Linked DNA regions of Mus musculus: region 1 is linked to region 2. Evidence: chromatin contacts called from public Hi-C data. All regions are on one chromosome and are shown on one strand. The core of a region is the stretch at or near the end of the contact, and the rest is flanking DNA. Distances in the headings are between cores, read along the strand shown.

Region 1 (6,881 bases), core at 3,670-6,169, 120 kb before region 2:
GCCACCCTCTGTCATCTCTGATGTTAGCAGTTTGAGCCATTTTTTGTCAGTCTAGCTAAACTCTGTTGACCTTTTCAGTGAATAAACTTCGGTTTTGTTGCTCTTCTTCTTTTACAAACCTGATTCTCCCCAGTGTAGTTGGTGCTATTCTCTCCTCCCGTTAGCTTTGTGTTTGGCTTTCTAGTGTTCTCCCTCCTCCCCTTACAATTTGGCTGAGGTGTAATGCTAGGCTTTTTTTTTTTTTTAAGATAAGGTTTCGCTATGCACCACTAGGCAACTCCAGCTAGCTTAGAGTCTCTCTAGATTAAGGTGGCCTCAAACCCATAGCAATCTCTCTCTTTCTGTCTCCAGAGTGGTAGGATTGAAGCATGTGCCACGCTTGGCCCAAGCTCTCTCATTTGAAATGCACGCATTTATGGCTGGTGTTTCTCCCTCTCGGAGGCACAATTGCCGTCCCTTAGGTTTGGTGAGTTTGTTTCTTATTTATCCCAATGTTGTTTTCAATTTATTTTGTGGTTTCATTTCGACCTATTAGTAATTGAATTCCCACAGCTTTGTGAACTCTGATGGTATTGATCGCTCACTTCATGTCACATGATCGGAAAACAGCATTTGATTTAAATGCTTTTAAATATACAAGGACTTTATTATTATTATTATTAATCATTTCATTCATTTACATCTCAAATGATATCCCACTTCCTGGTTACTCCTCCACAAACCGCCCCATCCCACATCCACCCTTTCCCGCTACCGTTTGCCTCTATGAGGGTGCTTCCTCACCCACCCATCCTCTCCCACCCCACTGCTCCAGCATCCCCCTACACTGGGGCATCAAACATCCACAGGACCAAGGGCCTCCCCTCTCATTGTTAACAGGCAAGGGCATCCTCTGCTACATATGTTTCTGAAGTCCTGGATCCCTCCCTGTACACTCTTTGGTTGGTGGTCTGGTCTCTGGGAGCACTGGGTGGTCCGGCCAGCTGATGTTGTTCTTCCTATGGGCTTACAACCCCCCCTCCGCTCCTCCAGTCCTTCCTCCAGCTCCCCAAGGGGGCCTCTGAGCTCAGTCTGATGGTTGGCTCCAAGCATCTACATCTGCATTGGTCGGTTGCTGGCCGGACCTCCCAAGGAGCAACCACAACAGGTTCCTATCAGCAAGCGCCTCTTGACCACAGCAACAGTGTAGGGTTTGGTGTCTGCAGACGGGATGGATCCCCAGGTGGGGCAGTCCCCGGATGACCCTTCCTTCAGTCTCTGCTCCATTTCTTTTGTCCCTTTTCTTCCTTTGGACAGAAGCATTTCTGGGTTAAAAATCTTTGAGATGGGTGGGTGAGGACTTACTGTGTGGCCTGGGATCTGCCTGTTCTGTGGTCTAGAGTAAGTGCGGTGTGCACTTGGGAAAAGTGTGGCTTTTGTATTCCTGGGTAGCTTGTTTTGTGTGTGACTTTTAGGTACCGCTAACAGGATTGTAAGTCTTCCTTATTGATCTTATCTGGTTAACTGATGTCTAAAGCGATATATTAAGATCTCTAAATACGATAGAGCTGTGTGTTTCTCCCTTCGGTCCCACCAGTATCTCCTCATATTTGGGGCTCTGAAACTTGGTGCATATATGTTTATAATTGTTACATATTCCTGAGGAGTTAACCTTTTATTAACATATGCTGGGCTTTTTTGATCTCTTGTACCAGTTTTGACTTAAAATCTATTTTGTTTAATAGTAATACAGCCACGACCACTCTGTTTTGGTTTCTGTTTACAATCAAGTGTGTCCAACCTGACACCTGGGGGCCACCTGTGGCTGGAGGCCACTTGTGTCTCCGGACAGCTGTGAATATATCCCAATACAAAAATCAGAAACTTGCTTATAGCATTATGAGGTTGTTTTTTAACCTAATGTTTGGAGATGACAACTTCCCATGTTGAATGTCAAAAGTAGGACTTTCCCATGTGGAATGTCTTTAATTCCTTTCACTTTCAACTGACTTGTGTGTTTAGCTCTATAATGACCATCTTGTAAGTGTTTAAGGCCATTCTGCTAATCTTTGTCCTTTGATGAAAGAGTTGAATCTATTTATTTACATTTAAAGTAATTGTTGATAATGGAAGATTTATCTCTACTATTTGTGTTTTGTGGGTCTTTTAGCTTTTTCAACCCTCATTTCTACCTTTACTGATATCCTTTGTAATTTTTTTTGTGGTAACATTTTGATTCTCTTATTGATTTTGTGTATATTCTATAGATATCTTCTTTGTAGTTAACATGAAAATTATAGATGCACCCTCCAGAGAGACCGCTGTCCTTCCAGCGGGTGTGGGCTTCCTGTGGTCAGCACCAAGGGTGCCATCTTTGGTCCCTCTCGAGGCTGTGCCGGCTCACCTCATGCTGTCCACATGTGTTCCAGATCAGACCTACTGTGACCGGCTGGTACAGGACACTCCTTTCCTGACGGGACAGGGTCGCCTGAGCGAGCAACAAGTGGACAGGATCATCCTCCAGCTGAACCGTTACTACCCACAGATCCTTACCAACAAGGAGGCTGAAAAGGTGCCGCGGGGTGAACAGGACCAGGGGCCGCCTTGGGAGCTTGCGGGAGTCACACCTGGGCTGGGGCCAGTCCATGTGGTCTCAAATCATCAGATCTTTATGCCTCAGTCTCAGATGTCCTTGTGGTAGCTGGTCCCTTCCAGAGTTGTGAGAAGGTTTCAGGAGGTGATACACAGTGTCTTAGTTAGGGTTTCTACTGCTGCGATAAAACACCATGACCAAAGCAATTTGAGGAGGAAAGGTCTTATTTAGCATATGTTTCCATATCCATAGCCTATCACTGAAGGAAGTCAGGACAACAAGGCAGGAATCTGGAGGCAGGAGCTGATGCAGAGGCCATGGAGGGTGCTGCTTACTGGCTTCCTCATCATGACTGCTCAGTCTGCTTCCTTCCTTCCTTCCTTCCTTCCTTCCTTCCTTCCTTCCTTCCTTCCTTCCTTTCTTTCTTTTTCTTGTTTTTCGAGACAGGGTTTCTCTGTGTAGCCCCAGCTATTCTAGAACTCACTCTGTAGACCAGGCTGGCCTCGAACTCAGAAATCTGCCTGCCTCTGTCTCTCAAGTGCTGGGATTAAAGTCATGCACCACCACTGCCCGGCTTTTTTTTTTTCCCAAAGATTTATTTATTATTATATGTAAGTACACTGTAGCTATCTTTACATACAACAGAAGAGGGCATCAGATCTCATTATGGATGAGTTGTGAGCCACTATGTGGTTGCTGGGATTTGAACTCAGGACCTTTGGATGAGCAGTCAGTACTCTTAACCACTGAGCCTTCTCTCTATCCTGTCAGTCTGCTTTCTTACAGAACCCAGGTCCACCAGCCCGGGGCTGGTACCACCCACAGTGGCCTGGGCCCTCCCCTGTCAGTGCCCTACAGGTCTGCCTACAGCCTAATCTTATAGAGGCATTTTCTCAGTTGGGGTTCCTTCCTCTCAGATGACTCTAGCCTGTGTCGAGTTGATATAAAATTAGCCATCACCCATGACAACACACAACAACATGAGAATAGGAGGGAACCGAGGAAGGAGGGACCACAAGTCTGGACCTGGAGCTGGGCATGCGGTTCAGCTGGTAAAATGATTTCTGTGAATACGAGGACTTGAGTTTGCATCCCTGAACCTGTAACCCTAGCAGACAGAGACAGGCAGAGCCCCGGGGTTTGCTAGACAAACAGTTTAGCCAAAATGGTGAACTCCGGGTTCAGTGAGAGACTCTAACTTAAAAAAGTAAGGTATAGAGCCATTGAAGAAAGCATCCTTACACAACCTTTGGCCTCTGCATGTACCCACACAGGCATGCACCCATTACCCTCTCCCCAACACACGCACACTCCTTCTTCCTTGTGTTTGTAAGGCCAAGAGGTCCAGCCTATATTAGGTGGGCAGTGGAGGCTGACCCCACCCACAGCCAAGCTTGAGGGTGGCTGGTCCCACTGAGAGCTTCAGGACCTTATCTGTGACACAAGCATGCTATTCCACTTGGCTCAGAGACTGGGGTCTGGCCTGGCCCACCTGAACCAGGTGAACACATTCGTTCTGGACCATTCCCAGTTCTCACCTACAGCCCTACAAATAGCTGAAGTCATCACCCCATTTTACAGAGGGGGCAACCAAGGCCTCAGGTGTCACAGCTACAGACACCAAAATGGTTCTGCCAGAGATGGCATTTCAGATGCAGTCCCTGGGCTTTGTGTCACCAGGCTAATCCTACTTTGGCTCTCCAGGCCCCAAAAGGGGACCCTGAGAAGCCCTAGGTTTGGGGACAAGGGATGAAATTTGGGCCTGACCCCCACACAAGTTTCAGTACATACCCCTGGCATCTTACCAAGACTGGAGGAACTGAATAGGACAGTGAATGCCAGAGACCCACTAGCCCTTTGGGGGCTATCCCTTCTCGTAAACACCAGTGATTCCCTTTCTGGGAGGTTGTCTCAAACCAGGCAGAGTTGGGCTGGACAACTCAGACACTTACAGTGTGAGCCACCCAGTGGTTTTAAAAAGTGACAGGCTCAAATTCATCTCATTGTGGCACATAAGCGGCAGAGGTTCCTACGCAAAAGTGGGGAAGTCCCTTCTTACAGGCCAGGCAGGCTTCTGTTATCGGTGGTCAGTTTTCAGCTGTCACCACCAGGGGGCAGCACCAGACCACAGCCTCCTGGTTCTGGGCTTGGTGCCAAGTGGTCTGCCCACTGACCTTCACAACCACATCAGAAGAAAGTGTTCTTGTCTCAGTTGGCCTTTGAAATACTAGACTCACGTCCCTACAATCTGAGAAATAATAGCAACTGTCACGTACGCCGTCATCCGTGCTCTGTAACAACCCCACCACGTGGGATTGTTTCCCCTTTACAAGAACTGACTCACAGAGGGTTGCAGTGATTCACTAAGGCCGCATGGGGAGAAACCACATTGAGTCTCATTACTTAGGGTGATGTCCCCCACACCCTGCTTTCTCCATGACCTCTCCCAGCCCGTTGCCCTGGAGACACAGTATTAGCCAAGACTTAGCCTGCAACTGACTGCTGCAGTGTTGGGCATATATCAATGGGTGGTATGAGGGGTTGGGAGGGTTCTGAGGTCTGTGGCTCTGAAGCTGGGGTCCCGAGCGCTCTGCCTCACAGCTGTCCCCGCCAGCCTACCCTTTCTTCTGCCCCCAGTTCCGGAACCCCAAGGCATCCCTGCGCGTACGGCTCTGTGACCTCCTGAGCCATCTACAGCAGCGTGGGGAACGGCACTGTCAGGAATTTTACCGAGCTCTGTACATCCATGCCCAGCCCCTGCACAGCCACCTGCCCAGCCGCTACTCTCCTCGTAAGTCCTGCCCCTTATCCCTACCTACAGCGTTCCACACTTACCAAGGACCGCACCAGGTCAACTGTTGGCAGCGTGGAGGTCCTCAGTGCCTCAGATGCCCAGGCTGGGCATCTCTTCCCTTCTCTGTCCCCTCTTGGAGATCGCCCAGGGAGAATAGCACAGGCTGGCATATTGGCCTGCCTCTCCCTCTGTCCTCCTCCCTCTCTGACGCTCTCCTCCCCATGCCAGCTTTCACATAGAAGCCACCGTCCCATGTATTCAGTCTGTCTCCCGTTGTGTGCTGTGGCTGTGTCTTCATTTCGAAGTTCATAGCAACTTCATTCTTACATCCCCGTGCTCCTTGGCCATCTCAGCGAAGTGTGACCAAGCCCACAGCAGACCCCAAGTCCATCTGCCTTTTGTATCCTCCAGTCTGTCCATGTGGGGATTTTGTAGAGCATCTTTGGGTATAGATGTGGATGGTAGGCAGGTAAGAGAGATTATGATCTCTGAGCCCTAGGTGATATGTAGGTCCCAAAGGTTTGGGGGGGTCACTGGAGCTGCTGGGAACCTGGATTTCAGCAGGGCTGGTGTGGTGGCTCAATTCAAGGTTCTCTGCTTGGGAAACTGGGAAGAGGTGCTACTGTACCAGACAAAAAGATGAGGTGACTCTGCCCATGAGCTCGGCTGGGACTCTAGGCTGGGGTCTCTGACCCCAAGGAACCTTCCGCAGACCTCACAGGACACTGAAGGACAGAGTGAATAGGCTCCCTCTCCCCTCCACTGAAAGCATGTCACTGGGTTCTTTAGAACCCTGCTGGGGCCAAGCCACATCCCTACTGGAACCTTTTAGGGTTCCTAGGTGCCCTGGAGCCTGTGTGGCACATCATATGCCTGCTAACCCCATGGGGACATCTAGGGAAGAGTTCTTGATAGTGGATATTTGTCCTGCCTTTGATGACTTATGGCAAACAAGACACACTGGCCTACTCCACACCTGTGATGTCATAGAAACTGGACCAAAGGAAATCCAAATCTATGCAGTGTCCTCTGTAGAGCTGACCTCACTCTACCATCTACTGGTCCTGCCCACGGCACCCAGTGCAGTGGCCACGAGTGAGCCCAGCACCTTCAGGAGTCAGAGAGCCTTGGGTTTCCCTGGGAACAACCCAACTCTCAGCTCAACCCTCTACTAACCACGCTCTGTAATTTTGTTTCCAGAAAACTCAGATTGCAGAGAGCTGGACTGGGGCATCGAGAGCCGTGAGCTGAGTGACAGGGGTAACGCCCCCCGCCACCTCCTTTCTTTTTCCCTTTTCCCTCAGGGCTCTGTCTGTGTCCCAAGGGCTTTCTATTAGGGGACAAGCCCCCTGTAGTGCTCACCCACTGGTCCAGGCCACTCATACTCCTTTCTCCCCAGGACCCATGAGCTTCCTGGCAGGCCTGGGCCTGGCAGCGGGCCTGGCCCTCCTCCTCTACTGCTGCCCTCCAGGTGAGTGCAAGCCCCTAAGCAAATGATGGGGACCAGAGAGTGAC
Region 2 (6,037 bases), core at 2,569-5,068:
GGGACTTTAGGGATGGCCATGACCATGTGCTCTGTGCTTGGGCCACCTTTGTAGACCTCTCCCAGGGATCACTGATAGTTACTACATCTGCCTGGGCTCACTCATTCTAGGCCACAACTGACTTGGGTCATTCTGGCCTATCTAGCCTCAGCTGCCTCACGAAAGTTTCTGAGGTTGGCTTGGAAGTCCCTGGAAAGAGCCTGCTCCCCATTGTAAGGACAGAAAAAGACCCTCATCTGGTCTTCTCTTAGGGTGAGGAATGCCCTGCTGCTGGGAAGTCTCCCCACCAAGATGGTGGCTGAGACACAGGCAGGCCCCCATCTGCCTGCCAGTGGGCCGATCCCACAGAAGATTCTGTGTCCTCTGGCCTCTCTCATCTGACACTTTCCTTGGCCACACGCCCAGCTTGTGCTCTGCCAGAGTCCACGAGGCCTTCACCTGGGAGACTTCCGTGGGGGATCTTTCTGACAAGCTGAGTTGTCTCTCAAAATAAACTGCTTTGAAATGATCTGGACAATCCCCCTGGAAAGTTGGAGAGTGTTACCGAGAACGACTCCCACCCCCACCGCATACTGTTGGAGAGTGAGCTGCTGCCTAGCACCCTTCACCCAGAGTACATCCCTGTCTGTCGTTTCCCATGAAGCAGGGGGTTTCTCTTGTACTCAGAATCAAAAATACCATCAGCATGCTACCGCCATTCCTCAGGACCCTTGGATTCTTGGTGTCCCAAGCGTTAGGGGCTCCGTGGCTCTTCAGTCCTCTGTCTTCTGTGGCCTGACCCTTGGGAAGAGCTCAGACTCCCCTTTGGGGTAGGCAGTGCATCCTTAGGAATCTCACAGAAGGGGCCGCTTTGTCACCGTAGCCTGCCTGGGGCGATATGTTTCTGTCCGTTCCATTGTGTAGAATACTTGCTCTGAGACAACACAGCACAGTTATATTGAGATGTCCAAAGCCTCACAGGAGATTACCCTGACCATCACACTCAGAGTGCTCCTGCCTGTGCAGGCTTCAAGTTGGGGGAAAGGCCTCTCATGAGGTACAGTCAGGTGTCAGCCAGGGCTGGTGGCCCATGTAACAGAGGACCCAAGTTCCCTGCTGATGGGTCTCTGGGAGAATAGCTCATAATGTGGTCTCACCCAGTGCAGTAATGCCCGAGAGAAATGGGGTGTGTGTCAGCAGGAGTTTGGGGGTGGGGGATAAGGAGACTCAGATGCACAGAGACAGGAAAGGAGATAGGGTGAGACTCTTCACACCTCCCAACCTGATTCCAGTGGAATACCCTGTCCCTCTTGTCCTCACGTGTGGCCTGTATCTCTGTGTTGCCACTTATTCTGGTGTTCTGATGCTCAGATGTCCTGGATTTGCCCTAGTACTGGCTCACATGTCATTGTGCACGTCCCTGTCTTTCCCTGAGCTTGCCCAGGCAATTCTGGCTTATCTTCCTTGTTCTCCTGCCCAGCCCTGAGACATTGAGCCAGTGGCAATTCTGGTTTCCTGTGGTCTCTCAGGATTGTGGACGTCGTTTCAGGACCCTTAGGTTAGGCACAGCTCATGGAGACAAGTTATCTGCACATTCACGTACAAGTGCCATCTGTGTGCCTCTGGGTTCACGACTATTTTACTGATAGCGGTACCATGGGTCCATTCCACACTCAAGGCCAGCCTGGTCTACCTAGTGAGTTCCATGCCAGCTAGGGACACACAGTGAAATCTGGCCTTTCAAAAAAAAAAAAAAAAAAAAAAACAACTCATTTTCTTTCTTTAAAAAAAAAAAGATTAATGTTTAGACTATGTGTATGGGGGCGGGGGGGGGGTGGGCTGGAGTGGGTAGTGATGATAATATCCATAGCTGTGCAGTGCCCAGGAGTCCAGAAGAGGGTGTCAGATCCCCTGGAGTTGGAATTACTGTGCTGGGGACAGAACTCTTGTCTTCTTAACCACTGAGCTGTTTCTCCAGCATCCCCACTCATTCTCCCTAGAACTGTGGTCTTCATGAAGGGAAGGGGCTTAATCCCAGCTTTTCATGAGTCCCAGTCAGCTCCTGCGATCCAACCATTGTAGGGGTCTCTGTGTCAGGAAGTGGCTTTGCCACAGACATTCCCAGCTTGCCCTGTTTTCCCTGGAGATCCTGACATGCTCTGCTGATAAAAGGAGTTTAGGATTTTTGTCAGGCCCACATGTTCCTCGTACCGCTTTCCAATGACCAAATGGACCTCCTCCTCCCTGGATGGTCGAGGTTTACAAGATCACTGAATACTTGTTGCGTGTGAGCTGCCATCCCACACACTGGAGCCTATAAACTTCAAAGAGTGTTGAAGATCCTGAGGTGTCTAAGGAGACCCAAGGACTGTGGTAGGGGTGGTCCTGAGCACTAGGGTGTGTATGATTGTGTAAGTGATGCATGCTGGATGGCTGATCCCCAACACACTTGACCACGTGTCTGCCTTTGCAGATCGATTCTGGATTTTTCCATGAGAGTGATGTGAAGATTGTGGCCAAGTCCATCCGTGACCGGGTGGCACTGATTCAGTGGCGGCGTGAGAGGATCTGGCCTGCACTGCAGTCTCAGGAGCCAAAGGACTCTGGCAGCCCTGACAAGGCCAGGGGTCTGCCAGCACCCCTGCAGGTCCAGGTGACCTACCACGCACAGAGTGGGCAGCCTGGGCAGCCAGAACCTGAGGAGCCTGAGGCCGACCAGCATCTCCTGCCCCCTACCTTGCCAGCTAGCGTTACCTCCTTAGCCTGTGAGTATATGGAGTGTAGGGTCACCACAGTCAGCTATGTCCTTTCTCCCATCCCTACCAGCATAACCAGTTTTAGGGCAAAGCAAAACAAAGTCCTCAACTTTTATTATGATACTCTGTGAAAATGGCAGATACCCAGTGAGCTCCTGCCTGTCCTCAAGTGGCTGGGTTGTTGCTTCCAGCAGTAAGTGGTCCCCTGGAGCTTTGGTGAAGCTTTGGTCTCCCATTCCAGGCTCACTTCCTGCTAGCCGCCTTGTGCCAGGGCACATGGTGATCTCTTAAGAGAGCATGTCCTGGGGTTATAAGGCTAACAGATGTCCCCCAGGTGCTAGGACACGTGGGTCCCGATTCCTTGGCCAGTCCAGGCTTGTTCCTACTGCCTGCCCTGCAGGGTATGGGCGATTGTTTCAGAAAAAGGATTGGGCTTTCCCTACATCCCCCAGTGACTTTGTGAGCAGAGGGCCAAGGATTGCTGAGTCTGACTTCCCAGGTCAGATGTCCTTGACCTAGTAGGGTCTGAAGGAACCACTTCCACCTGCGAATCTGTGGACTGGCAGTTGGTTCTTTATTCTCTCTTAGAGGAACAGTCCTGGCCTCATGGAGGGATAGATACAAAGGCCAAGGGAAGTACCATTACCAGTCTCTGGGTGAGGGGGATGACTGCAGCGGACCACATGGTGGCTGGTTGGCTTGGAGTGTTTACCACCGAGATCATTCACCTCCGCTCTAGCTCTCAGGAGAAACCCCTGAGAGCATTTGTCCACTTTCAAGGGGTTGTCTCTCCAGAGGTGCATTGGATACAGGCTTCCTCAGAGACCATCCTGAGAGGATCCAGTAAGTCTCAGGACAGGCAGCCAGTGTCCTTTTTGCCTCCTGTGTCTGAAACCTCAGCAGTGAGCTGAGGCAGGAGACATAGCTTTGCCCACTCTGTGAACCAGCCTGGAACAGAGCAGCAGAGCTCAGTGACCTGCCCAGACCAACATTTGAGGCTATCCATGTGGAAAGGCTGAGGCCCTGTGTATTTAATATTCAGCCCCCTTTGCTGGGGACTCAAATAGCGTCCAAGAGTGCAAATGAGCGGTCCTCACTTTGAAGTCCTTTGCCCACTGTTTATTTCACCCCACGCTGAGCTCCGCACACTGTGCTTCAGAGAGATCCAGCTTGGGACCTAGAAACAATGTCCCGATTGTGGTCAGATGCTGAAGGTCACGGTGACCCAATATGAAAAAAATCCCATAGAGTTGGAGAGTAGGCGATAACTTCACACCAAGCGTAGGAATTCTCTCCCCTTCCTATGTGGCTCGGGACACCAAGGGGTGAGGCACTGAGGCCATGGCTTTTGAAAGGCACAACTCCAGCCCTCTGTGTGGCTTTTCAAAGGATTCTGTTCACTTTCTGTATTTTATTTAAAATAGATGGTATAGTCATATTTTTCAGAATTTTAAACCCCTAAGGTGTCCAGGAAAGTCACTTGTCCTCCCAGAGGCAACAGCTACCACCTAGTCTTTTAACCGTACTTCCAGAGATGGTCTACATGACACACACATACACACACACACACAGGCAGACACATAGCATTATATGTACAGATGCACACCCAGTGTAATCCATGGATGCAAAGACATACACATATATCATATATCATACTTACCTCTGTACTCACATGGACATATGTATACACACACTCGCACATGTGTGCACCTCCACACATGGGACTATATATGTGGACATGTATGCATGAATATACTCACCAGCTGGCGGTGGTGCCTACTTTTAATCCCAGCACTTGGGAGGCAGAGGCAGTCAGATCTCTGAGTTCGAGGACAGCCTGGTCTACAAAGTGAGTTCCAAGACAGCCAGGGCTACACAGAGAAACCCTATCTGTAAAAACCAAATACATGTATGCATATGTGTATGTGTGTGTATGCATACATGCATGTATGTTTGTATGTATGTATATGCGTGCACACATATATGCCTGCATACGTGATGTGATATACATGAGAACACATAATTGCATACCCTCATTCCCCTTTCTTCAGCAATGGACAGCACCCTCAAATGCCCTTCTGCCCACTGCTCTGGGCTTTTTGTCTTCATTTTCTTCCCTGACTGTGAGAGTTCTACAGTGACTGACGATTCTCTGCCTCACCACTGGTAAGGACTCCAGATAACACATTGCCTGCACAGGATCACGGAGCACACACTTGTGTTGAACGATACCCCACCACATCGACTCTCACAACTCTTCCCTAGCAGTCCAGACCAACCTGAGCAGGTGGCCTCTGCTGTGCCACGTGTTGAGGACCACGCAACACAACTCATGGGAGCGGGGTTGGTTAACCAAGTGAAATTGTAATTATGCATGTAATCTATACAAGTCACTTGCAGTATTTAAAGTGTCACACACATGGTTGGAGCTGTGCCTCTTGAATCTTGTTAGGGTGAGGGCCACCTTCTTCTTCCCCACCTCCCTCTCTCCTGTGTTGTCTCCCTCTCCCCTCCCTTCCTGTCCGTCTAGGTAGAAGTGGTCGCTCTAATGAGCAGTTGGCTCGTGTAAAGCCAGAGCCGCTTGTGTAATTGGTTTTGCCCAATTAAGCCTCGGCGTTCCTTGTCTTCTTAGGTTAAGATCACTCTTTGGAAAGATTGTGAGGGCAGAACCAGCAGGGCTCCCCCCTCACTTGGTTTGAATCATCAGTGGGCAGAGCCCTCACTCTGAAACAGCCCCCTGTGAAAATTGCTTGGTGTTTTGGTGGCTTTTGGGATCCTTAAGCATAACCTCAAAGCGCTGTTTCAGATGGGTTTCCGGTTTTCATTCATCACTGGCTGACCATGCGGGCAGGCTGCCTTGCCAAGTACCAGAGCAGGGCAGCCTCAACACCTGCATACCAGAGTGGGCAGGAATGACAGGGCTCGCTTCTGGTGAGCTAGCAAACTTTGCCTACCCTGGCATCAGAGCCTATTGGGATCACAGGCGTGGCTCTCCATGCTGCCGTGTAGTAGGCAACAGTTTAAACAGCATTCCTGAATACAACCCTGACGGTCTTACAGAAGGAGTTTAGGAACAAGCCACTATACCTGCCTGTCGTGCCAGGGACATGGCATTTGGAGGTGTCCATGCTAAGCCATACCTTTGTCCTCCACAGCGGACAGCACCTTTGACAGTGGCCAGGGCTCTACCGTGTACTCGGACTCCCAGAGCAGCCAGCAGAGCATGGTGCTCAGCTCGCTTGTGGACACGGCCCCAACCCCAGCCTCGTGCGTGTGCAGCCCCCCTGTGAGTGAGGGGCCTG

The links. Hi-C and Micro-C count contacts between places; a contact is called where the count stands out from the background.
Region 1: a Hi-C map of Sertoli cells shows a contact between it and region 2, with 2.3 times the contacts expected there. The contact joins two enhancer-like sites. A contact is called at or near these places in 1 of 484 Hi-C or Micro-C datasets (Sertoli cells), 2 of 115 datasets of contacts at active chromatin or transcription factors (embryonic stem cells and microglia) and 3 of 9 other capture datasets (adipose tissue, liver and pancreatic islet).

Annotation. Positions count from the first base shown.
Region 1 is chr13:49,203,674-49,210,554 of GRCm38.p6, reverse strand. Card19 (caspase recruitment domain family, member 19) reads left to right here. Exons shown (of 6, transcript NM_026738.2): 2 at 2,409-2,551; 3 at 5,210-5,363; 4 at 6,567-6,626; 5 at 6,766-6,837. Among named protein-coding and RNA genes, the nearest start is that of Card19, 8.9 kb to the left of the region's middle. Within about 2 kb of position 4,919, at least 123 of the 459 cell types and tissues checked have an H3K27ac peak or open chromatin away from gene starts, as enhancers often do. A contact at or near this core is called in Sertoli cells, where this site is marked.
Region 2 is chr13:49,081,957-49,087,993 of GRCm38.p6, reverse strand. It overlaps Wnk2 (WNK lysine deficient protein kinase 2), which reads left to right. Exons shown (of 30, transcript NM_001290313.1): 8 at 2,453-2,744; 9 at 5,891-6,037. Among named protein-coding and RNA genes, the nearest start is that of Wnk2, 63 kb to the left of the region's middle. Within about 2 kb of position 3,818, at least 10 of the 459 cell types and tissues checked have an H3K27ac peak or open chromatin away from gene starts, as enhancers often do. A contact at or near this core is called in Sertoli cells, where this site is marked.